2 separate regions of the Anser cygnoides genome follow, and region 2 is linked to region 1. A link is a contact called in public Hi-C data. All regions are on one chromosome and are shown on one strand. Each heading gives the region's core, a stretch centred on a gene start, on an enhancer-like site or on the middle of the called end of the contact. The rest is flanking DNA. Distances are from core to core; before and after follow the strand shown. Region 1 holds the start of ACBD5 (acyl-CoA binding domain containing 5). Region 2 overlaps ABI1 (abl interactor 1).

The links. Hi-C and Micro-C count contacts between places; a contact is called where the count stands out from the background.
Region 2: a Hi-C map of liver shows a contact between it and region 1, with 4 times the contacts expected there. The contact joins the enhancer-like site here to the promoter of ACBD5 in region 1. A contact is called at or near these places in 2 of 7 Hi-C or Micro-C datasets (both in liver).

What each region holds. Positions count from the first base shown.
Region 1 is chr2:17,864,831-17,869,809 of Taihu_goose_T2T_genome, reverse strand. It overlaps ACBD5 (acyl-CoA binding domain containing 5), which reads left to right and starts at 2,927. Exons shown (of 14, transcript XM_048048473.2): 1 at 2,927-3,056; 2 at 3,254-3,406; 3 at 4,441-4,561. The coding sequence starts at 3,331.
Region 2 is chr2:17,931,131-17,936,109 of Taihu_goose_T2T_genome, reverse strand. The region is part of intron 2 of ABI1 (abl interactor 1); the gene reads right to left. Among named protein-coding and RNA genes, the nearest start is that of ABI1, 46 kb to the right of the region's middle. Within about 2 kb of position 2,474, at least 3 of the 3 cell types and tissues checked have open chromatin away from gene starts, as enhancers often do. A contact at or near this core is called in liver, where this site is marked.

The DNA.
Region 1 (4,979 bases), core at 1,678-4,177:
ATTTAACTTAGAAATTTTAATGCTAATTTAGTTCTTCATAATTATGACTATTAGGTTTTAAATAATTCATTCTCCCTCCCTCCTGGATTACATACCTCAAAAAGTAATCTTTGCTAAAATTACATGCTCTTGGATCTTACAGAACTTGCTTTTAATGAATATGAGACTATGGTCTAGTTTCTTAAGAATCATTTAAAAATATTTCTGTGAAATACACTGCCGTGATTCAGACCCTTGAGGGAGCAATAGGCATAATTGGTTCCAGTTGCTGCTTTTCACTTGCATAATTATACTGACTCCTCTGTCCACCAAGTAAAATGAAGGTGCTCTTCAAGCTGGACTGGGATGTAGCTCGCCACTGGAAGCAACTGCCAGAAAATTAAATCAGACCTGGGATACAAAGAAGAAGAACACAAAGGGGCGGTTCCAGCTTACACATGGCACAGAATGAGGATTGTAAAGGAGCTCAACAGATCAGACTTTGATAGACAGTCCTGTGCTCACTGGACATCACTGGACTCAATAACCATCCCTAATCCATCTGTGAAGAGTAGGTCCAAGGTTACACTCAGGATCACACTTGTCTGCATTTTCCAGACATCCTCTAAGTGTACTCCTTTGGGCACTACAACAGCATGTTTCCATGTAGGATTTTATGTCTCAGCATTGCCAGAAATGCCTCATATTAGCAATTCACATTCTCTCCTTGAACAGTCTGTGAAACACCAGCTGAAGAGAAGGGTGAGGATAGGAAGGTATACAGACATGTCAAGTGTCACACATAACGCTCACTGCCAAACCACGCTGGTAGCAGAGTACTCTGGTTTCTCCTCTCACACCTCAAATGATGGGCATCTCTGGTCAGTCTTTCTATCACAGTTCCCAGCGTTTAGCTTCTCATATACTGGATCAAAAATAAAAAATAATAATTAAAAAAAAAAAGATGGTCATACTTATGACTGTTTTGGAGGCCACTTTTGCAGAGTGACAGAAACACAATCCACTTCAACACATAGATTATAAGTAGATCTTACAAACTTTAGGTCATTCCCAATAAGTACCCAGCAGACAACAGAGGAACATCTTATAATGCTGTTCCCACAATAATGGAGTCTAGATCCTTGGCCCAAGAAAAAGTTCCAGATTTGTTCCTCGCTGTCTGCAAGAGATGAGAGGCTCTCCTTTATTACCTGTATTAACCCTACATGGAAGTCAATACAATGAGAATGCAATATGCATATATAAGGACAGCTAATGGCATGCTGATTAGTATTATGTATGAGCATTTAAATTAACTAGTCGTTTGTGATATATTCTCGCAGGCTCACCAGCGCTTATAATTTGCCTCTCATTTACTATTTCATCCTTGTCTCAGAGCGTGATGGTACTGATTATTTTGGGTTACTTCATTTTCAAGTGCCTCATTCTAGATCTGCAGATCTCACACTCTCACACATCTTCGGTGCAAAGATGGCAGCTTCTGTTTTTGCACACAGCCATTAAATAGGTTGTCATTTGCATCTCTTTTAAAGCTTACTTCCAGTGAAAGACTGGGAACATTCGTTATAAAAATGCAGACTTCATCTCTCTTAAAACAATTAAATGGCAAATGTCATTATAGATTTTCTTAGGTAAATAGAATTTATACACCAGCTGGCCTCACAAGAGGCCATGTATTTATTTATTTATTTATTTTGCAATTAACTCTTTGCATTTTCAAAAAATCCATATTTATACAGGGACCCACTTATCTTCAAACAAACACTTCCCTTTGATCTGAGCTTCTGTCATTCCTACCTTCATGGATATAAAGAAGATGGATCTTAGTATAAAGCTCACAAGGGCTTCAGAAATCTAGCACTTGAAAAATTCAGGGAAATTCATCTGTAACATTCATATGAGTGCTGCGGCGATGTTCATAACATGGGTTTGTCATTTACCCAGTGTGGGGAATCCTATTTGAACACCTCTGGAAGCGTAAGCTTCTCGCCAGTAAAGCTCTCCCGGGCCAGCTGGCTGCTGACCTTGTGGAATGCACTAGCTCAGCAGAGCACAGTCTGATCTGCTGTAATTCCCTCTCTGTGGAGCTTTTCTTTCCCACCAGAGGGCATATACTGTGAGTACACAACTGCCTTAAGAGGAATTTAAAATATATGTTGTGTACCAGATAAATGAACTGACTTGAATGCCAAGATTTTGTACTCAATTCCATCTAAAGGGGCTATTAATTCATCCTGAGGCTCACTGGGTAAATTATTCCACTTGCTACAAAGTAGTTTTAGCATACTTTTGTCTGATTTCATGCGCTGGATGCACAGCACTTCTGAATGAGGCCATTCATTTATTTAGCTACTGAGCGCTGAAATGGCATTCACCCTCATCTCTGAATGCCATGGCAATAGTTATTTCCAGGGTTCTAGGTTTTTAAAATCCCATTCCTAAAATTTTAATGTAAATAGGAGTCATTACTGCTATTAAATAATAACAATAAATATGTGGCTAGAGTGAATTCACACTTAGGTGGATTATGTGGGAGCAGGTGTGGGTGAGAGGGCAGCTGTGAGGAGAGGGGGGACGCAGCAAAGCAGTGCCACGGCGGTGGGGAATCCTGTTTGCAATTCCTATCTTCAGGAATCTCCTGAAGATACTGGGGACGATACTGGGTACTGGGTCAGTGCTGTACAACAGGGGCATGGCACCTTTTGAAATCTTAGTATAATGTAACAAGCAAGGAAGAGAAAGGGTAGGAAGAGAGGATAAAGAAACGAGTGAAAAATAAACCTAATTGAGGTAAAAATAAAGGAGAAAACAGTCTCCTGAGGGGCAGCCCTTCAACTAGGCTAAGACCCAACGCCTCAGGCCCCGGGGCTCCGCCGGAGGCATCCCTCGGAGGCCGCCCGGGCGCTGATCCTCAGCCCCGGCGTGAGGAGGAAGGAAAGGGCCGAGCAGGGAGCGGGGAGGCCGCGGACTACGTTTCCCAGCGAGCCCCCTGGAGGCCTCGGGGCGGTGCGAAGGGAGGGGAAGGCGTAACATGGGCGCCTGAGGCCGGCAGGGAGGTAGGGGTGGGCTGCGGGGCCAGGCTGGGCCGGGCCGCGGGTGGGCTGAGCTGCGCCCAGACCGAGGGGAGCGGGGCAGGGGAGGGCCGGGCCGGGCCGGGCCGGGCCGGGCCGGGCACCCCGTCCCGCTGCCGCCGGGGGGCGGTGGGGTGGCGGCGCAGGGCCCGGAGCCTCCCTGCCCCTCTCCCGTGCTGCAGGCGGCCCGGCGAAGGAGGCTGAGCAGCGGCAGCAGCAGCAGGAGGAGGAGGCAGGCGGTCGGGAACGGGACGGGGAGATGGCGGAGACCGGCTCGGTGCACGCCACCAGGTTCGAGGCGGCCGTGAAGGTGATCCAGAGCCTGCCCAAAAACGGTGAGAGCGGCCTGGGGGCGGCCGGGGCCTCGCTGGCACCGGGGGGGACGGGACGGGGCGCTGGGGGTCAGCAGGAGGTGGCCCTGCTCTTATCGCTCCCCCCCTGCCTGGAGAAACGCGGGTTTGGGGCTCCCGAGCTCGCCCCAAAAGTTCCTCCTGAAGGAGGGGTCCTCAGCTCCCTGCGGGAGGGGCCTTCGCCTGCTTAAATCCTAAAGTTGCTTTGACGGCTTCGGGGTTGTCATCAGTTCCCCCTGTTCAAAGTTAGTGAAGCGGTAGAGTGAAGAACCAGCTCTTATCCTTTCATTAATAATTCTAAAAAAAAAAATAAATCACTAATTGCATCATTACTTATTTCTGTAAAATAAGTATTTCTGTAAAACCGGGTTTGTTGGGGTACCAAGATAAAGGTCACTGTAAGCAGCCCCTAATGACTGGAATCCAACCTCGAAATAATTAACCCAGCGGAGTAGGTGTGAATCTCCTCTGCCAATTATTGCAGCTCTGTGTTTACATTTCCTGTCTCTACAAGTGTTTGCTTCACGAAGGAGAGAAAACAAAACCAGGAGGAACAGTCAAACTGTTATTGAAAGTCCTGTCAAATATCGAAATAAACAACTAAAAAGTGCCTTTTTTTAAATTCTGTAGCCTTTCAGTAAGTTACTGCTTGTAACATCAAAATGGCTTGTGACATACTGTGTTTACTCCAAGCTGAATCTGTCCCTTTAAACTAAGTGAAAGGAGGCTTGCTCTTTGTTACTTATTACTCTTTTGCTAATTGTGGATTCTGACGTTAGCAGTTGTAAAGGTTATAGTCCCTTCAATTTGATCTGAAGCGTGTGCTCTCTGTAAAGTAAATATTGTCAGTGGGGCTGACTCCAGCTAGCTGAAGGTGTTTTTCCCTGACTCCAACTGTACTGCTGTGAATCAGGCTGTAACAAACTGCAGGCTATCTTCAGGCAGAAATACTAACCTTGTGAGATACTTGTTAATAATCTTGACTACGATTTAATTGTATTTTAAAATGCTTTCACTAGGTTCATTCCAGCCAACAAACGAAATGATGCTGAAGTTCTATAGCTTTTATAAGCAGGCAACACAAGGACCCTGTAACATTCCAAGACCTGGATTTTGGGATCCAATTGGTAGATATAAATGGTAACTTTTCATGTTTTTTTTTTTTTTTTATGCTTTGAGTGGAGATGTTTAGAAGAGTGGTTGTTGGAGGAAGATATTAGTGAGTTTATTTCTTTTTCTTAATCTTTGATGCTTCAATTTATTTTCTTCCTTGTGCTCCAACTTTCTAGCTCAGGTGATTTATTTTTTTGGACAGACACTATCATGGTATCTTTGCAGTGTTTATCCCACACCACAGAACAAAACTGTAGGTGCTCTGCAGGGTGTGTGATGTGGAATAGTGTCTGGAATTCTTCCTTAATGCTCACATCATACAAGATAACACAAGAAGTAAATAGGTGCTCATTGAAAGACATGATGAATACAGCTTCAAGCTCTTGAAGAGAGGTCTAGTGTGTGTCTTTCTGGTTTGTCTGCCCGATGGCAGAACTTACCACTG
Region 2 (4,979 bases), core at 1,225-3,724, 67 kb before region 1:
TTGCTGAAGACGGTACCTGACAAAAACCACCACTCTAAGTCACTTTGAAGAAAACCTATTAAACCATCACTTTTTCCACTAAGGAAAATAATTCTTAGTCTGTGAGCGTCGATTTCTCCTGAACAGACAGAGCGTCAAAGCTCAGAAAAAAAAAAAATTCTTCGCCCATCAGTACTGGTTTGGGTACATCTCTAGAAATGCCCTAAGCTAAAGTGGATATTAGCAAGAGCAAGGTTTTGTTTAGTAAAGCAGAACCAAAGATGAAGCACAAAATTAGTTTGTGTTTCACTCCACATGAGGCAGGATGAAAAAGAAAAAGGTAAGCATCGAGGAAATGACCATTTCTAATTTCTAGAAAAGTCAGCAGTGTTCAGAGTTCACTATCAAATTCCTTCAATTGATAACTCTTCTACCCCCGTCTTTTACCCCCTCTTTACCAAGTGTATACGCTCTCATACTGTTTAATTTTCTTAAGTATAGAAAGAAATTCTTCAACAGCTTTAGTACACGGCATTGCAGATTGCAAGTGGGAACACAAGTGGAGAAGCATCTAAAAGCAGTGATATCGAGCAAGCTTGTTTTCACAGCTTAAAGCTAAATAATAGACAGCTTGTAACACTGCAAAAGGGTCTTACTTTGAAAGGTAAGGAATCATAACAAAAATAAAAGTTCTGACTTTTCCAGAGCAATGCAAGACATTAAGTGTGTATGTCTGCATTAGCTTTTTTGAAGTAAGTTAATTACATACCCCAATGAAGTTTTGGAAGCTTTGGGTCAAGCTTCGTTGTTCTAAATACTCATACCCTGAAAAAATGCCAGTCAGGGTGGAAAAAAAAAAAAAAAAAGCACCTTTCTAAATTAGACAACCCTAGACATGAAGCATTTGTCATTACATCAGTATCAAATACATCAGCCACTGCACCCACGTTCGTTCTGGAAGCCGATTTCACAGAAGACAGAGCAAAGACTTAAGAACAAGACTACCTGTGTTTCTTCAACTCAAGCTATTATTTGTTCTTTTCCTTTTAGAGACTGAAATGTGTTAGTGCTGTCTTTTAGTTGGCTTTCAGCAAGATCAAGAGCCATTATTTGAGTATTCTGCTACACATTCTTAGATCATCTCTCTTCCAATACCTCTGTACAACTTGGACCCTTTTGTTCAGTGAGCCACTCACATGCAATGCCTCAAACTATCTTGCAGAACTCTAAGGTGCAACTCCTCACATTTTTAATACATGAGGACTGCACAGGTAAAAAATAAACATTTCAAAGTCACCTAAACAACACGGGATGCCACAGAGAATGTTATCTTAAGGCACACACTACAGGGTCTTAAAAGAGGACGTTTTAAAATGCTACTGTGCACACTGAAATTCATATTTTTACTTCACTCTTATGAGCAGAATCTGTTGCTACTAATAAATTAATTTTTGTTCAGTGTGGACAAAAATGCATCTTTATACTAAAAGTTCTCTTAATGTTGATGGCAAAGAAAAAAACCAAAGCTCTTCACAGAACAAAAACATGCATCTTTTCCTAGCAGGTGGCTCATGAAGACTGACTTTTCCTCCCTGCAATGAACAATGAATTCCATAAATTACTAGAGCAGAGAATAAGAGATTTGCTGCTCAAAGCAAACGAGACTGCAGCTCTTACTTCCCACATCTGGTACACTAGAAAAGCAAGGTGGTGTTTTGCCCTGTGCAAAGCCAAGGCTCCAAACATATGCTTTGCACATAACAATGCATGTGAATTGTTGCGTGCTCAGCAGACAATACAAAGCGCAATAGTTGTTCATTTTTGTATTTGTATTAATTTGCTTGATGGTGATGTGGAAGTTTATCGTTTAGTCATAGGCAACAGAGCCTTGATTTTTTCACTTCCAAAAAGAAGAAAAAGCCGTTTCTAGGAGGATAGCATAGCTGTCCAGCCAGACAACAGCTAATTCCCAAGTGAGACAAGCCAAACACACCAGGTAACAGCCAAACCAGGCCATCCTGAGCCCTGGCCACAGCTGGCACCTGCAGCTGTGAGCTGGTGCCCACTTGGATGTGGTAAGGGGACGGCTCAGCAGTAGGTGGCTTGCCATTTCATACACGAGACCTAATTCTACACTTCAGAGATGACGAGAAGCAAAATGTGGCAAACAGGCTTGGGTTCGCACAGGTTAACATGCACCAGGGAACACGCAGACCAGCTTCAAATACACTGGGTTCATTCTGAAACAACTGTGTGGTGTAATCTAAGGTTTTGGAAATGGGGATGGGATTCTCACTCCTAGACATCATCCAGAAGGAAGAAGTCCAGCACTGTACTGATTTGGAGAAGAGGAAAGCCAGCCCTTCCAGAAGCACATGTTTTCTTTAGGAAGCAAATTTAAGCTAAACCCCTCTGCCACTGCAACTAAGTGCTAGGGAACATGCCAGCTAACTCCAGAAGCAAAGTTGAGCTTGGAGGTTGAAGGGACTGTTAATGATTAGCTGCCTCCGCTATCTGTCTGCTTCCAACCATTTGAAAGAAGCAGTGGATCAACAGGATGTGGAGTTAAACTTTAACTGCTTGCTTTCTCAGAAGTAGCCTCAAGGCCAAGTGGAGTGCAGCAATGATGCAGCAAGAATTGAATTCTTTCCTTTTGTGTGCCGCTGACACAGCTCTACCCGTGCTCTAAAGCGTGCAAGATGCCCTCGACAAATCCTTTACAGAGACAGAGGCTGCAGTATACCTGGCCAAGCTAATTCAGGGAAATATCTCAATAGTTTAATGAAGCCCACATATATAAGGATCAGATTGAAAAAATCAACTTCAAGCTTTGGTCATCTCCATAATGTTGAGCCCCTGCATCTCAAACCACTTTTATGAGCCACATACTCACAGAGCCACAGAATATATCATTAAATGTAAGCCCAGTTGGTAAAGTGCAGACTTCTTTTTTTTTTTAATCAACTCATCAGCTGTTGCCAGTATCAGGCTGTCCTGAAGGTCAAGACAACTCACTGCACCGATACCACAGATTCACACCAGATAAACACCTTTCAGATCTGTGCTAAATTAACTGATGTGCCAGAAGCATTGTGCAGAAAAACTCTGCTTAAGGCTTCCCACTATGCTGTTCTCCAGCTCCTCAAGAACCAGCCTAAATGAGCGCACACCCTCACCTGGTGAGGAGATGAGGAGAAGCTCTTTGTGGCACTGAAGACCCAGGAAAAGCTGCCAGGCTTTTGGGAAGAGTGGGCTAACAGCAGAGGGAAGAACCCAGTCCTCATGGTTATCACATAAAAACAGTAGGCAGATGAAACCCCAAAAATATTTTAATAATTTAATTTATAAGAAGCTACAAACTAAGTTTTTTTTTTTTAAAATCAACACCACTTTCACCCATGTCTTCACGGGTGAGTGAAAAGCCACTTCAAGGGCATTTCCTTGATTTAAAACTGTAATATTCGACATACATTAGACAAAAAAAAAATCCTAAAATTACGCCACCGTTTTTAATGACAGTTTTTCGGGCCATTTCATACAAAAATTTAAGATTTTTTTTTTTTTTAAATCATATCATAAATGTCCTTCAAACAACTGCACTGTGCTGCAAAGATCTGCGAGGAGGTAATTTTTCAGTTTGGCTCCAGGTTCATTCAGACAAGAACAAACGTAGGCTCAAACTCCACAGGCCACCTGAAGCTGCTATTTAAGAGAAAGCAAGGAGAAAAGGAAGGCAGAACTGCGTGTTATTAGCAACAGCGCTCCCTAATTTTGACATTGTTTCCCTTTTTCGCCTTTTCAGTTTGTGGTTGAATATGGGGTTGAGTCTATTACTGAAACTTGATTTGAAATGAAGTAAAGCCCTGATTACTGGGCAAATCAGCATTACACATATCTAGGTGTTAGCAACGTAGGTTAGAATTACTTTATATGAGCAAAAGCACAGACACAAGACAGCAGTCTTGCATGCAGCACGACCCCTTACCACTTTCCAGCCCCATCTTCCCAGCGTATTTGGTGCAAGTACGCGTCACCTGCACTGAGTCTTGGCAAGTGGACCTGCACAAAGCCGGTGCTGGACTGCCTGCAAGTCATCTCTACAAGCCCGAATTGAGAGTTACAGGCCTTGCTAGGGTCAGTGCTATTAAACAGCAAGTTAACAGAGAGAACAGGACTTCATTCATTTCACATCTGAGAGCAGTGAAATCCCCGTAATCAAAGACTGAATTGCTGGCAACATAAGGGAAAAGAATGCCATAAAGATAAAAGTAGGATTTCTAGTCAACAACAAAACAATTGCAACACTAGATTTGACATATCAAGTCAGGCTAGCAAGCCATCAAATAGGGTATCTGCTTTCAGCAGAAATTTTGCTTGATGTTATAAAATACTGGGCAGAGACACAAGCTTCAGATTGAGCCTAGCCAATAAAACCCTGCAATGCATGCGGCAGGGAGCGGTGCAGAGAAAGGAGTTTCATTTCCTTCCTGGTACAACTGTCTTGATACCAAGCTTGCTTGTATTTGAATATGAATAGTAAGATCTGTTTTACTACCTGTGATTCTATCTGCAGCTTCTGACTTAGCTGCTTATAGCAGTAAAATATGGAATCACAGAATCATTAAGGTTGGAAAAGACCTTCAAGATCATCTGGGCCAACCATACCCCTACCAATGTCACCCACTAAACCATGTCCCTAAGCACAAGGTCCAACCTTTCCTTAAACACCCCCAGGGATGGTGAGATAACTACACAGATAGTTAACTCTACAGATTAACAAACATCAAAATAAACATTAACTTGTTCTAGTAAACACACATTTTCTATTAAGTACTACAGGTTCATACACCCAGCCTGTCAATTGTAATGTTAACCAAAGGAAACTTAAGAAAGAAAACACTGAGGTGCTTTCAGCATCCCCTAAATAAATAAAAAAAAAAAATACTCTTTACAGTTCTGTTCCTAGATCCAACTTTAACATTAGCCCTTATTGTCATTCT